3 separate regions of the Mus musculus genome follow, and regions 2 and 3 are each linked to region 1. Evidence: chromatin contacts called from public Hi-C and HiChIP or PLAC-seq data. All regions are on one chromosome and are shown on one strand. The core of a region is the stretch at or near the end of the contact, and the rest is flanking DNA. Distances in the headings are between cores, read along the strand shown.

What was found. Hi-C and Micro-C count contacts between places; a contact is called where the count stands out from the background. HiChIP or PLAC-seq counts read pairs in DNA pulled down with a chosen protein or histone mark.
Region 2: an HNF4G HiChIP or PLAC-seq map of pancreatic cancer cells shows a contact between it and region 1. The contact joins the enhancer-like site here to the promoter of Enpp2 in region 1. A contact is called at or near these places in 1 of 39 promoter capture datasets (liver), 1 of 484 Hi-C or Micro-C datasets (nephron progenitors), 2 of 115 datasets of contacts at active chromatin or transcription factors (embryonic stem cells and pancreatic cancer cells) and 2 of 9 other capture datasets (adipose tissue and pancreatic islet).
Region 3: a contact with region 1 is called in a Hi-C map of muscle stem cells, with 2.2 times the contacts expected there. The contact joins the enhancer-like site here to the promoter of Enpp2 in region 1. A contact is called at or near these places in 4 of 39 promoter capture datasets (cranial neural crest, embryonic stem cells and liver), 4 of 484 Hi-C or Micro-C datasets (cerebral cortex, cochlea, muscle stem cells and 1 more) and 3 of 9 other capture datasets (adipose tissue, liver and pancreatic islet).

The regions. Positions count from the first base shown.
Region 1 is chr15:54,917,971-54,922,745 of GRCm38.p6, forward strand. It overlaps Enpp2 (ectonucleotide pyrophosphatase/phosphodiesterase 2), which reads right to left and starts at 2,176. Exons shown (of 25, transcript NM_015744.4): 1 at 1,959-2,176; 2 at 1,629-1,728. The coding sequence starts at 1,991.
Region 2 is chr15:54,806,894-54,811,668 of GRCm38.p6, forward strand. No RefSeq gene overlaps it. Among named protein-coding and RNA genes, the nearest start is that of Ccn3, 63 kb to the left of the region's middle. Within about 2 kb of position 2,713, at least 52 of the 459 cell types and tissues checked have an H3K27ac peak or open chromatin away from gene starts, as enhancers often do. A contact at or near this core is called in adipose tissue and pancreatic cancer cells, where this site is marked.
Region 3 is chr15:55,019,010-55,023,784 of GRCm38.p6, forward strand. Taf2 (TATA-box binding protein associated factor 2) reads right to left here. Exons shown (of 26, transcript NM_001081288.1): 25 at 3,193-3,315. Among named protein-coding and RNA genes, the nearest start is that of Gm2491, 35 kb to the left of the region's middle. Within about 2 kb of position 2,007, at least 6 of the 459 cell types and tissues checked have an H3K27ac peak or open chromatin away from gene starts, as enhancers often do. A contact at or near this core is called in muscle stem cells, where this site is marked.

The DNA of each region.
Region 1 (4,775 bases), core at 926-3,425:
TCCAGATACTGATTCCATTAACAAGTCAAGAAGCAGTACTCTGTAGTAGGTCTAACGCTATCTAATTGATCAGCAGTACTGTAGACTAGACTAGTTTCCAGAAGTAATATTGACATTACTTGTCTTGTATCTATTCCCTACAACATATGGAAGTAGTTTATTATATGAGCAGTGTTTTCAGGGACTAATACATTTAATCCATACTTTTCACATTTTCTGGTAGAGATCACACACATTTAATAGGAGATGAAACAGGATGGAGGAAATGTTTTTTTATTATTTTATTTTTAACAATCTAGAAGATAAAGTCTTCTAAACTGATGCTCATTGCTGAGGGCTGAGGCATTACAAGTGACTTGCCTGTGAAAGGAGCACTTATTAATATGGACTCAGGGTCCCAGGCTGGTACTTTGATGATCCATAGTCCAAAAAAAAAAATAATGGCCAAGTTTGAAAATAATGCAGTCATCAAAGAAACAGCATCGATTCCTGCCACTATCATTTAAAGAAAGCAGAAAATTGGTTCCTTTTCCGCACAGTGGAAAGACCCGGCCATGGGCTGTCAGAGCTGCATGCTCAGGCCAAGGACCTAGTCCCCTGTCACAATCAGCCTTAGCGAGGGTCAAAAAGAAGGCTTTGAAGACAGTGTTTGCCTCCAATAAAAACAGCCTTCTCTTCTGGCCCAGCAATCCCTCTCCTCTCTCCCCAAAGAAACACAATGCAGTTTTGTCCCTCAGGCTCCCCGGGGCCACAGTTTTTTAAGATCTGTTTTCACATTCTTTCTCCAAAACACACTGCAGCTCCTTCACCCTCATCACCTACTGTACCTTCAACCTTCTTCTCAAGCCTAAGTCAGATAACTTGCCATGTGGAAGATTCAGTATTCCACTATGCCTCATTTAATAATACACATTTATGGTGGTATAAAGGCAGGTGGTGTTTCATAGAGTGCCAATCAAGAAACACAGAGAAACACCAAATTCCCGGGGAGACAGAAGACATACTGTGATGTCAGAGAAAGGGAAGAAAATATTGCCCCCTAGAGTACCTGTCATTTCGAATGCAATTTTTAATTCTGAAACCATCAGCAGCTCCAATTTCCAGGAAATTAACCAAGCCATTGCTTAAGACCAGGTCAGCTAGGCCCCCTCAGCCTGCACAAACGTTCCTTTATGAAGCCCCACTCCGCTGGGTACAGCCCACTGCAAAGGAGCCCCATTCACTCCAGCTGTGTTAGTTAAGTCAGCTCCGAAAACTCACCTTGCCTTCTTCCAGAAGGAAACACAGCGATCACAGATCTCCTCTCTAAACTCACCTTGAGGGTTCCCCTAGTCTCAGTAAATCTTAGTCCCAAAGTTATAAATAAATTTCTAGTTTCACTTTTAAAAAAAAAAGTTTATTGCCTTTTTTAACTTCCTTTTTTCTCATTCCTAGGATAGAACTTTCTGATAGCAAATAATGTACTTTACACAACACAGCCGTCTCAACCCTCTGTACCACCACGTGGAACCTGTCAGCCCCATCCTTCTCCAACATTAAAGCGATAACCTATTCTCACCTTGGGCTAAATGTATCGCCCTGCACAGTACTGTTAAAGAAACAAAACTGCTAATAACGGATACTCTTACCTGTGGGAGGTCCTTCATCCCATTCGGCCCTCTTAATTCGACTTGCTGTGAATCCTAAGCAGAGATTGACGCCGATGGCAAAAGTGAACAAGGATATTACCTAAGGGGATAAGGAGATCAAGTTGTCAAACACAACTAGATTAGATGCATTCAAAGTGCATGGAAGCAGTTCAGATGACCCTAACAACCCGAATCCTGCCAATTCGGAAAGGCATTCTCAGATGATGTCTGAATTTGAACAAGGAAAAAGAAAAAAGAAAAAAAATCGAATTCAAATGGTAGTGATCGGAGAGATTCGGCACCTCGCTAGTCACCGTACCATCCTCCTACCTGGTATGACCCGAAACAGCCTTGTCTTGCCATGCCGAGGGATTCTTGGAAAACCTCTGCAGGGTGTTCTCTGCTTGCCCTGAATGCTCTGCTTTCGGGGCTCTGCGTTCAGGCTGTTAACTCCAAGCAATCCCACCTGGGAAGTTGACAGGCGCATCTGATTCGTGCAGAGCTCGATTTCATCACAGTTGGTTCACAAATTGCAACTCTGAGCAGAAGAGGCTTAAGGCAACATCCTTCTTGGCCCCACCCCCCGACCGGCCCCTCCCCTTGAACAGACACTTTCATGTGGTATCCTTTGGCAACCGGAGGACTTCTTGTGTAGCTGTGGCCAATAACAGTGCATGTTCGATTTTTTTTTTCTTCCCTCTCAAATACATGGTTTGTCAAAAGAGAAACCAAATGTACTTTATCCGATAAAAATGAATCAGAGCTGCCCAGAATTTCCCATCAGCTCGAAGCGTTTACTATGTAGTTATTTGATGCCCTCAACCCCCCAACTTCAGGGTTTTTTTTTTAAACAAGGGGGGGGGGTACAATTTATAAACCAAACAAATCTCTGTCTTTACCATTTGTTTATTTTTCTGGCAGTTGGAATGACCCTGTATCTATATAAATACATTGTCAGCTACTTCTGATTCCTTGGGAGCTTCACACAATGGGAGCTTCCAAAATTGCAACTCACACGAGAGATAACATTATTTTCCCTTCATGTTGTTAAATTTTACACTAGTAACTTTTATCAAAATACTGGGGCTGCCAGCTTAAGCTGCATAAAGCCCTTCTGAGTATGAGAAACAGACAATATCATTCCAGTCTCTACCCATTCCTGACAAAAGTCAGCTTGTCTGTGGAGTGGGGGTGGGGTAGGACGCAGGCATAAAGGACAGTAGGGGAGGGAGCTTCATTAGCCTTGAATTTAGCTTGAAAGTGGCAATGGCTGCAAGAATTCCTGTCAAATGCGCATCTCCTTTGAAGAGACTGTCCCGGGAGGCTCTTGTGTGTGTTGAAGCTTCTATCCTAAGCAATTTTGCAACTTGGCAACCACACCAAATTTAGAAGCCTCTAAATCGGAAAGTCGTTTCCATATTATATGCCTTTAGGATTCAAATGAGGGGAGGCTTGTTTTTGGCTTTCCCCTACCGGGCCCCTTGACGATCATTCTTGCAGAGCACATATGTGCATACGTAAACAAACAGGAACCTTCCAGGCAGCAACTGCTTAAAGGAAGCCCCCGTGGCTCTGCTCGCATAAAACCCGATAGCACAAAAGCCAAGAGCTTGTTTACGTGGATCGCAGAGTAAGCCTGGGTTTCATTAGAAACTCTAGAATTTAGTAAACAGCTCATTGAAAAGAAGAAGAGACACTGCCAGACACTCAGTGGCTCTTCTAGGATCCTCTTAGCTTTGGACTCTCGCAGAGCGGGCAGGCTATGAATTTATCTACAAGCCTCTTGCTTTAGTCTGTATGCCAAGCTAAACTGATCTGGAGTTCATTATTTAGCAAGGCTTCTAAAAGATGTTAACCCCATGTAAGGTTTTTCTACTATATATTCCATCTCGAGATGCAAATCTGCTGTTCTCAGGGAAATCTGTAAACCAAAAGGAAATCATTGGGTCTGCACTGTTATTTCAGTGTACCCTGCATGCTACAGAGGATCTGAAAACAAATGGCCTCCTTTTCTCTCCAGCCTCCCCAGCCTGTAGGTCCCAGAAACTTGAGACTTTCTCTGACATAGAAACCCATCTCTAAGAAAACCTAGGCTCTCCTTGGAAGGAAAAAAAAATACAGCTCAGAAACTGAAGATCATTTTGTATTTTGTTGTTTTATTTTTATGGAAAGCAAACTAGCTGTGCAGGAGAGAGGGGGCCACAAAGCGTGAGAGCAAGTTGGTCACGTATATCATGATCTGTACAGCACTGGATTACCCATTGATCGAAAAGGATCAAGATGAGCCACTGTTTCTGTGAGCCATTCTGCCAAAGAATTGTATTTTCACCCAGATCACTGTGCATCAGGGACTGGACAAAGCATGCACACATGAGCATGCACACACCTACATACACGTGCATATATACAAATATACACATGCACACACATACACATGTACATACACATACATGTGTACACATAAACATGCACATACACATATAAGAATATACACAGGTGTCTAAATGCATACACACCATCTAGCTATAGTTAAGCAAATTGTGTGTGTGTGTGTTTTATATGTGCATATGTATATGAAGGTATATGTGCTTTCCATGTGTGGAAGCCACAGAAGGGCTTTGAGTGTCCTTCCTTATTACTCTGTCCCTTATTCTGTTGAAATAGGGAGTCTCACTGAAGCCCGAGCCAGGCTAGCAGCCAGAAGTCCTCAGCAATTCTCATGTCTCCACCCCCAACAGGGCTGCTGGGCAAGACAGAAAGCAAGCAGATTTTTACTACAAGGTAATCATTATAGATTAGGCAGTCAGGAGGATAGCCTTATCTTGGCATCGAATCAACTGTAAAACACAATTAACTCTCATTATCTCAAATAAAGAAAACTCTGAGCCTGGTAATGTAGACAATAGGTCAAAAAAAATCCACCTAAAATACTAGACTACAGTACAAAATATTTCAAAAGAAATAAAGCTCACCTGTTATTGTGTTTAAGGTTTTGACACACATCGCTGGCTGGCTCAATACAGCAAAAAGAATATAGGGGCGAAAAAAAGCTGTAAACGTCCAGTGTGGCTTATGAACCCAGCATATTTCAGAGAACACTGCCCTCTGGCAGAGAAAACCCTAACCCTGTAAATACCTGGTAAGCAA
Region 2 (4,775 bases), core at 1,463-3,962, 110 kb before region 1:
TGTGTGTGTGTGTGTTTAGACTGACATGGTGATATAGACATAAACATAGTTGCTATATTGATATAGACTTCAAAAAGTCAGCATCTACTTAAACTTGGCTCATCACTAATGCTGTATCATGTATGTTATATTAGATATGTATGCAAATACCCATGTAAAATGATTTAAAAGGGTTAAATAGGGAGATTTATTTGGGCACATAGTTGTAGAGATTTTGTTCCATACTCATTTGGCTCAATTGCTTTTGGGACCAAACATCATGATGGGGAAAGTATAGGAGGGCAAAGCAGTTCATCTCATAATAGACCAGAAGCTAAGGAGGGACAGGAAAACTTTTGGACATGGTATATTTTTCCAGGCTGTATGTCTCTTGACCTACCTTCTCTAACATGGCCCTACCTTCTGGTCCTTCTGGTTTTCATCATGTCCCAACATGCTGTCTTGTGATCCATCAAAGGATTCACTCATCGTGAATATCATAGGTCTCATGATAAAAATAATGTGGCAATACCTGGAACTACCAGCTGAGGTCCACACTTTCAGTGCATGCTCCTTTTAAAGGGCATTTCATATCAACACCATAAGTAAAGCATACTCATGGGATGTGATTAGTCAGAACTGTACAGACATCAAGGCCTTCTGAATCAAGGACATTTAGACAGTAGGTTAAAATAATGAAGATGGCGAATAAACTCTAAAGTCCAGGCTACCACTTGGGCTCTGCTTCTATAAGAAGGCAGGTACAGTATTGACAGGAGATTCTGGTCTCTACAAAGTAATTGGAATTCACTCAGGAAACCAAGTGGGAGTCCCATTCAGATGCTGGAGATGAGAGAGTAACAAATGTCCACGGGCCATTCCCAGCACAGGATTGTCCGCAATACTGCCTGCCCAAGCGCCCTTACGATTTATCCCAGGACCAGCATAGGCACTAAGTGGAGACTGACTATTGAAGTTGAAATTTTTCCTGTTCCAGCAAACAAGTGTGGTTAAGACAGCAAAGCCAGGAAGAGAAATGACACAGAATGGAGCACTAATGCCTTTCTTTTCTTCTCTCTTACCTCCAGAACCCTGCCCCAGATAAAGAAAGGGACAGGCAACAGTTCTTCATTGCCAATGGACTAAACGCTGTACTACTTGACAACCACAAAAAGAGATCTGTTATCCTCATTTCCCCACCACAGAAGCTGAATAGCCAAGACCCTAAGTAACTCGTGTTAAGTCCTACTAGATTTAGACTCAGCTTCATACGTGTGTGTGCTACCTATGCTCAGTCTCACCCCTCATTTCCTTCGAGATTCTTCACCTGCGTCTTACTCTGAGAGCTGCTTCCTAATTTTTAGAATGATTTACTTCTGCTAGAACACACATTCTCATTGTAATATGTCAGGTAGTACTGGAGGTGACAGGATTAGAATAAGGTGCATTGTGCAGTGGCAATGTTATGTGAAGTTTTTTGAGAACTGAGATTGCAGGTTAAAAAGAGAGAGTAACTTAATTATTCAGAGATTGCAACTCTTTCCTACTAAAGGAATCAGATTCAAGGAAGTTATAAATGCGTAGGACAGAATGTATGTTGCCAAGTAAGTTGAGAGCCTTGAGATAGGCATTCATCCTTCTCCATTATTAGCATATATTTATCCCAACCCTTTTTTGTGCTCTTGTGCGAGTATGTGTGTGTGTGTGTGTGTGTGTGTGTGTGTGTGTGTGTTTTCCTGGTTGATATCTACTGAATTTACTTAGTTCTCTTGCTGAGCCTGGAACTTGGTTTTTCCAGCTAATTGAGCTAGCCAGCCGGGCCTAGGGATTCTCCATCTCTTCCTCTCAAAATCTAGAATTACAAGTGCCTAGATCTACAATGCCTACTGAGTTTTGGATGTAAGTTCAGGCTCTTCATGCTTTTGAGACAAGTTCTTTATGCACTGAGCTATTTCTCAGCCCTGAGAATCACAACACTAAAAAAAAAAAAAAAAAAAAAAAAATACTAGGAGCTGAAGAGAAAAGTCAGCCAGTAAGCTGTTAAGTATGACCCCCCCCACACACACACACACACACACACACGCACCATGAATATATTAGGTGCTTTGTCACCTGCTTGTAATTCCAGTTCTGGGGAGTAGAGACAGGAGCCTCCATTACCTGATAGGTTAGAGACAAGTAAAGGCTCTGAGTCAAAGATGAGTGCGTGGGTAATGACTGAAATTCACTTCCAACTTCTACATGTGTACACACACACACACACACACACACACACACACACACACCTGTATACACATGCATGCAAACAAGAAATTGCAATTATGAAAGGGGAGCTGTAAAGAAAGCTCAGCCAGGCTCTTTTAGGGCTCTAGACTCTAGGCTTCACTCTTCTGGTCCCCAACACAGAAGCAGATGAAGATGTAATGACCATTTAGGACAGCACTGATGGACGCTAGGGAAATTCCAATGGAAAAAGTCCCGAAAACTTCCAGAGTTTTTGAAAGAATGGAAACTTCTAAAGCCAGAATGAGTCAGAGACCCAAGGGTATAAAGGAGGAAAAATAAGATAAAATGGGACAAAGGAAAACTTTAGCTCGGAATCAGGAAAACCCCAAGCTTGGGAGAACTACTAGGTGACTGGCTGGCAGAGAAGTGTGGAGTCCCTGACACTTGGCTCATCCCACTGGATAGGCTCCACGTCAGGAGTGTTGGTACCACTCCTGAGTGAAGAATGACCATGCAAGCCACTTTCAGCTTTACTTTAAAGCTCTCTATAGAGCATGGGTGATTCATACTGCACGCCCTTAAAACCACTCTTCATTTCTATGACTTGGATTATTTTAAGGTGCCATGTGACTAGGTCCCTTGTGACAAAACAAAGCTCTCACAAAGTTTGTTTTTAACCTAACTTTCTTATCTTCTCTCTACTCTGCATGTCAGGCAATGTACTTTCTCTTAGAACTCGAGCCAGCATAAACTGGATTGATGTAGTGTTGTTTTGTAAACTGTGAGACCAAAGAACAGAAGGATAGGAAAGATCTCACAGTGGGGCCAGATCAAATTGCAGGGCAGCCCAAGGTTCTGCATCTGACTTTGGTAACCAGGGACATGTGGTAAAGAAACACATTGGTTGTTGTTAACCTCAAAAGGACAAGGACCAGCCCTGAGCAGAAAAAAAAAAAATGTATCTATCTTGTGCACAGATCTTGGATGGATGTCTTACTCCATCTGTAGAATGCAGTTGCAAAAGTCTGGGCTACAGAACCAAAGATGGGGCTGAGTTCCCATGGGATATGACAAAAAGATGTCTTCATCTCTGAAATGAATACCATGAAAGCTACACTAAGGCACAACTAAGAAGGTGAAGAAAACAAACGTGTAGAAAAGACAAGAATGTGAAAGAAGGTCTAGTTGAGAAAGAAAGAGATGAGCAGGAGGGGGACAGGAGAATAATGGGAGGACACAGAGATGACAAAATGCACTACAGCCATGTATGAAAATGTCATAGTGAACCCCATGGTTACATAGAACTAATAGGAAACTTAAAATGATAACATATAAACATGAGCCTGGTATCTGATACAGGACTACTAGAAAAATAAACAAGAGAATGGAAAACATGCATGCAGTACAAAGCCCAGTGGCTGGTACACAGAAGGTACTGTGTAGATTATAATAGTAATGGAATGGAGCTTTGTTCTAAAGTATTAGCTGGTGTCTGTTCAGGTGTGTGTGAGACCCAACGGCACTGTTTAAAGTGTGTCCCTTTAATGAGTAATTTCCCACCTAACCAAGAGAGGCCCTAGCTGGAAGGGGAGTTTAGTATTTAACTAACATTACCTCAACCCCAGATTGCAAGGAAAGGCCCCACTCTATTCATTCTTGCTCCCTGGGACACACTTGACCTCTGACTTCTTCTCTCAACCCTTTCCTGGCTCCTCAGCAATTAGCCTATTCCTTGCCTTCCAGATGCTACACATTAACCTTGCTCTTCGATGGGTTTATTTAAACAAACATAACACTCACTAACATCTGACAACCAGCAAGAGATTTATTACTCTCTTGTTGCAAGGAGAATGTTAGGAGAGTCAACAAGGAACAAGCAACAGCTTGTAGTGGCCTTGGCAGTGGCCTGCGGTTTGCCAGGCAACGTCTTTGCCTTCCACGCTAAGGTATTTGTAGATCTCTCATGGAGTTTTGTGAGTGCATCTAAACGATGTCGGGGAACTGCACTGACACAGAGACCTTCGCTCTACAATGCCTGCTTCTTTTGATAATAATTCTACCATGGGATTATGAAGAGCTCTTCTGAGATTGGCCTGGACCACATGAACCTTCAGTCCAAGTCCATGCTGTCTATGCACCTATGCGTCCTTGGTATATTAGGGATTACCAACTGAATTAGAGTTTTGCTCAGTAAGAAGGCTTTTTCTACAGTGAGAAATATCCGGTTTGGACTCATGATAAAATAGACAAAATGTCCTAATATCACAGATGGCAATGGAAACTAAAGACTCCAAGGAACACAGTGGGGAACTCGGACAACAATCAATGCTACTTGTCCATATTTGCTCAGCAATCATGGTGCCCTTGCCCACGCTGCAAAGGCCCCGGCTTTGTAGAGCAAAGAACAAGAATGCTGTTTTCTATAGGAGTCTCCCATAGCAAGGAAGCTCCTATTGCTTTTGGTTTCCATCTATTCTGCACTGAATTGCCCTGGTGTTTAATTGCCAACCCCATTAGGTATATGTAGAGCTAAGACATGAACATCTCAGAAGATCTATAAACTAGACTTT
Region 3 (4,775 bases), core at 757-3,256, 100 kb after region 1:
CAAAAAAAGATCTCTAGGGAAAGCATACAAGCTTTGAAAAACAAATTGTTTTAATTTCAAAGTAAGATTTCAAGAACTAGAGTTGTATTTTCTGAATTATGCAAGAAGGCATTACATAACCCAGCAGCCTGAGCAAGGCAGCTGCAAGACTCCCCTCTTCCCCCCAGAAATCACTAGGGAGTTTCATCTGCTCCACCATCACCCCCTAGCCCTCTGTTTCTCATTCTTGCCATCACTAAATAAACCCAGGAGACAGTCCTGATGCCTGCAACCTTGCAGTGGAAGAAAGGGGGCTCAGTGCTGGGAGGGAGATCTATGATGCTCAAACCTGTCTCTCTCAGAACCACTGGGCCCTTCCTGCCTATTCTCTTCCTTCCTTCGGGACAGGGGCAGGGAAAGGGAGTGGGTGAAGGGACCATTTTCACACCTCTCCTTGGTTATCCCACAGCCTGCCCTACCACCTGCACAAAATCATACGCATTTAACACATCTTTTTTACCCTCATACACAAGAAGAGGGAGAATGCAGGGGGTGGGGGGGCCCGCTGCAGGCCTCGGGGTGTGTGTGTGTGTGTGTGTGTGTACCTGGAGCTGTGTGTGTTTCAAATGTGCACGTGTGTGTGTGTGGTGTGTGTGTGTGTGTGTAGGAGGCGTTAAAAGTACATCATCACTGTCCTCTACTAACAAAATAAGCCTCTCTCCTTCAGCTCCCTTAGAGCGGCATCGTTTGTTTCTATCTCTCCTAGATGAGGTTTGTAACACATTTCTGTTCTTGAATATCATCTGGGTCCTTGGCTCTAAGTCATTAAGACATATGAGATGTCGCTTCACTTTGTGAGCAGAGGAAGCAAGGGACCCACACTCAACAGCTCGGAACCCGAGGAAACAGCACACGAGTAGAGCAACCCTGCTGAAGGAGTTTCACTTAAGCACTTCGAAAAGAGCTGCAAGTCTACTAGATTTTATATGCCATCTCTCCGTTTGGAGTCAACTAGAGCAAACATTTCCATACGTTTTAGCGAGCATGAATGAAAGAGACCTCAGCTGGACATGTCCCCCCAAAGCCCACGTGTGCTCCTTCCTCTCGAGTTTGCAAATGGAAGGGAGGCCACAGCTTCCCTTACCACTCTTCTCTTTCTCTCAGGACCCTAACTCAGCCACAGACCAATCTCACTCCCACACATGGCCACCTCTAACTTACTTGATCCCAAAAGGTGATTTGTGAGTGATGCTCCTACAGGAATACTGTCACACCAGTTAGGAGTGAAACTTTACTCCCTGGGCCCAGCAGAATGGCTCAGCAGTTGATGATGCTTACCACCAAGGCTGAAACTGCCCTCTCCATGTGCACTGTGACATACGTGCACACACATTCATGCAAATAAATAAAAGTCCAAATGAGAAAGGAAGGTACTTCTATTGCTTATTTGTAGTCTATCAAAGAGCTTTTCTTATGTTTCACACAGTTACCTTTTTTCCAGTGTATCAATGTGTTAGGGAAAAGCTATATTTGAAATTCAAAATGCACACACACGTGCGCGCACACGCACACACGCACACACACACACGAAGGAGTAAGGAGGGAAAGGGCAAAAAGAGAGGTGAGAGAAGTGAGGAAGGAGAAAATGGGAGAAGGAGCCAAAGAATTAATCCCCCAAGCCCTTCACTCATGGAAATACAAGGCCAAGTCCCAGCTGGATTCCTTCTGAAACATATTGTGTGAATCTACTACAATAAAGGTACACACACACCTCACAAAAAGCTTTTGGCAGACAATGATCTGTGTTCTTAACACTGAAGTATTCTGAGCTGTTGCTTTTGGCTGAAGTCTACTTATTAATCACAGTTGGTCCCTGAGCTCCTTCCTCACATGGATAAGCATTACTCTTCTGTATCAAAGCAAGATCCAGCCACGGAGGCATAAGCCCATAGCCATAGCTGCTCAAGGGTTACTGATGACTTTGGAAACCCCAGTCTTCACAAGTGACATCACTATGTGGCTTTCTCTCGTAATTCTTTCCTTAAACGCCTGGAAACCGTCATCTTGGTTTCCTGGTAGCTCATAGCATCTGACAGGTGCTATTTATTTGGATTCTCATCTTTGCTTGATTAGTAACTGAGGAACACAATAAGACCTGAGACTTAGGAATAAAACAATAGGAACTGAGGAGACCGTGTAAAATGCATGAATAAGTACAGCTGGGCGGAACTACTTAAGCAAGCCTAGTCAATGGAAACTTTCTCGGTCTCGGTCTCGGGGTGTGTGTGTGTGTGTGGTGTGTGTGTGCGTGTGCTCGGGGTGTGTGTGTGTGTGTGTGTGCTCGGGGTGTGTGTGTGTGTGTGTGTGTGTGTGTGTGTGCTCGGGGTGTGTGTGTGTGTGTGTGTGTGTGTGTGTGTGTGTGTGCTCGGGGTGTGTGTGTGTGTGTGTGTGTGTGTGTGTGTGTGTGTGTGGTCTCGGGGTGTGTGTGTGTGTGTGTGTGTGTGTGTGTGTGTGTTTGTGTGTGTTCAACTCTCTCCTTCCATCATGTGGGATCTGAGGATCAAACTCAGCTGTCGGGCTTGGCAGAACCCATCAAACTCAGCTGTCGGGCTTGGCAGAACCCATCTTTCCCAGAAAGCCATCTTCAGTCTCGGTCTGTGTGTGTGTGTGTGTGTGTGTGTGTTTGTGTGTGTTCAACTCTCTCCTTCCATCATGTGGGATCTGAGGATCAAACTCAGCTGTCGGGCTTGGCAGAACCCATCTTTCCCAGAAAGCCATCTTGACAATCCTGTATGAAATACTCTAAGTACAGGTCTAGCACTGCATTTTCGTGAATGGAACAGCAATCCTGACTGGGCTCTGGGTGATTTATTTGTGGATTGCGTGAAGGTGCAGTGACAGGATCTGAGGTTTACACTTAACTTCCGACTATAAGGAAAGAGCGAGTGATTTCATTATTACAGTAGCTAATTACAACAACATAATAAAGAATACTTTTCATTATTTTTTGTTATTTATAAATTTCCTATTAACAGAAACACAAACTTCTGAAACAGATAAACACTAATCTGAAATAGTCTTTAAATTACATAATATAAAACCAATATATTGCAAGAAAACTAAGTTCTCCATCTTCCCAGTATTTTTTAATTGATAAATTAACTCTAAATGTAATTTTCTTGAGACAAAACAAACAAACACAAGCAAGTGTACCTGCTCCCTTTCGGGACAGCTCCATACTCCACTGGGGTTTTGTGGGTGGTGTGATGTCACAGCCTAATGAATGCTGGGGCATTAAGGAGGATCTGGAGCCGGACGGCCGGTACTTAGAGAGCCCTAAAAGATCAAAAAGGGCAAATACAGTTCTTTGTTTCCTAACAGCAGAAAAAAGTTTAACAGGTTTCACATGTTAGCTTTAAAACCAGAAATAGTTTAACTCTAGTAAAAGTCTAATCATAAATGGAATACAATATTAATTTAATCCTTTGACCTGTTGCCTCAGAGAAAATTCACACTTGAAAGACTTGCTGAACACTTAAATTAGGGCCTACACTCTGCTACACAAGTCACTTCATCTATATTACTATTTATTTGGCATTTGCATACAGTTTGCAAAGTTTCCTAAAAAACATTTCAATTGTTAAACTTACTGAATATATTTAAAAAGATGTTACAAACCCATTTAAAACAAGAAGTAGAATTAATGGTATAACATAAAACAGGATAATCGAATCCATGTCAGATTCTAGTCCCAAGCTTATGCACAAACTTGGGAACAGTAGCATGAGAGTTTCCCATCTTCCTCTCCGAGCTCACCAGTTATCAGCAGCTTTATGTGTGCTCTGTGCCTTTTGTCTTCAACATCTGTTGTTAGGGGTTCAGCAGTTGGCTTTTTGTTCTGAGTGGCAGCAGAGATTGAACACTCAAGAGTAGGCTGATCAATAATAAAACCAGAAGTGCCCAGAACAGCAGAGGCATACACTGCAACACGTTTCCAAAGAAATATGGAACGCGAGGCAACATAAGTCCTCCCAAAGTTCCTAACTCCTCAACTCAAGACACTGTGAAATACCCAAAACGCTAACTCATAATCACGATGAGCAGCCTTAAATCGTTATGATCACATAGATGGAGAAACTCAGCAGCCCAGACAAGAGAGTTGGTAAAAAAAAAAAAAAAAAAAAAAAAAAAAAAAGATAGGAATATGGATTTAAAAAAAGGCAGCAGTGTAGAAAAAATCCAGGAAAGAAATTAAGATTTGAGAAAAAAAGTTGGAAACGACAAAAAGTGAATTAAATAAAAACTACGGTGATGTTTTAACTAACAACAGATTAACCAAGCAGAGGAATGAGCAGCAGGAAAGGTCCTGCTGCAGAGCCTAAAAACCTGAGACCACATGGTGAAGGGAGAGGACAATGACTACTTGTTTTCTCCTCCTCCTCCTCCTCTTCCTCCCTCTTTTCTTCTTCTTCCTCCTCCTCCTTCAATTTTTTTAAAAAATGATTTATTTATGAGGACACTGTAGCTGTTTTCAGACGCACCAGAAGAGGGCATCAGATCCCATTATAGATGGTTGTGAGCCACCATGTGGTTGCTGGGAATTGAACTCAGAACTTCTGGAAGAGCAGTCAGTGCTCTTAACCACTGAGTCATCTTTCCAGCTCAAGAACTGACTTCTACAAGTTGTCCTACAACTTGCATATGTGTACTAAGGTATGCATACACACACACACACACACACACACACAATACTGAATTCAAATACTAATAAATAAAATAACCAATAAGGCAAAACG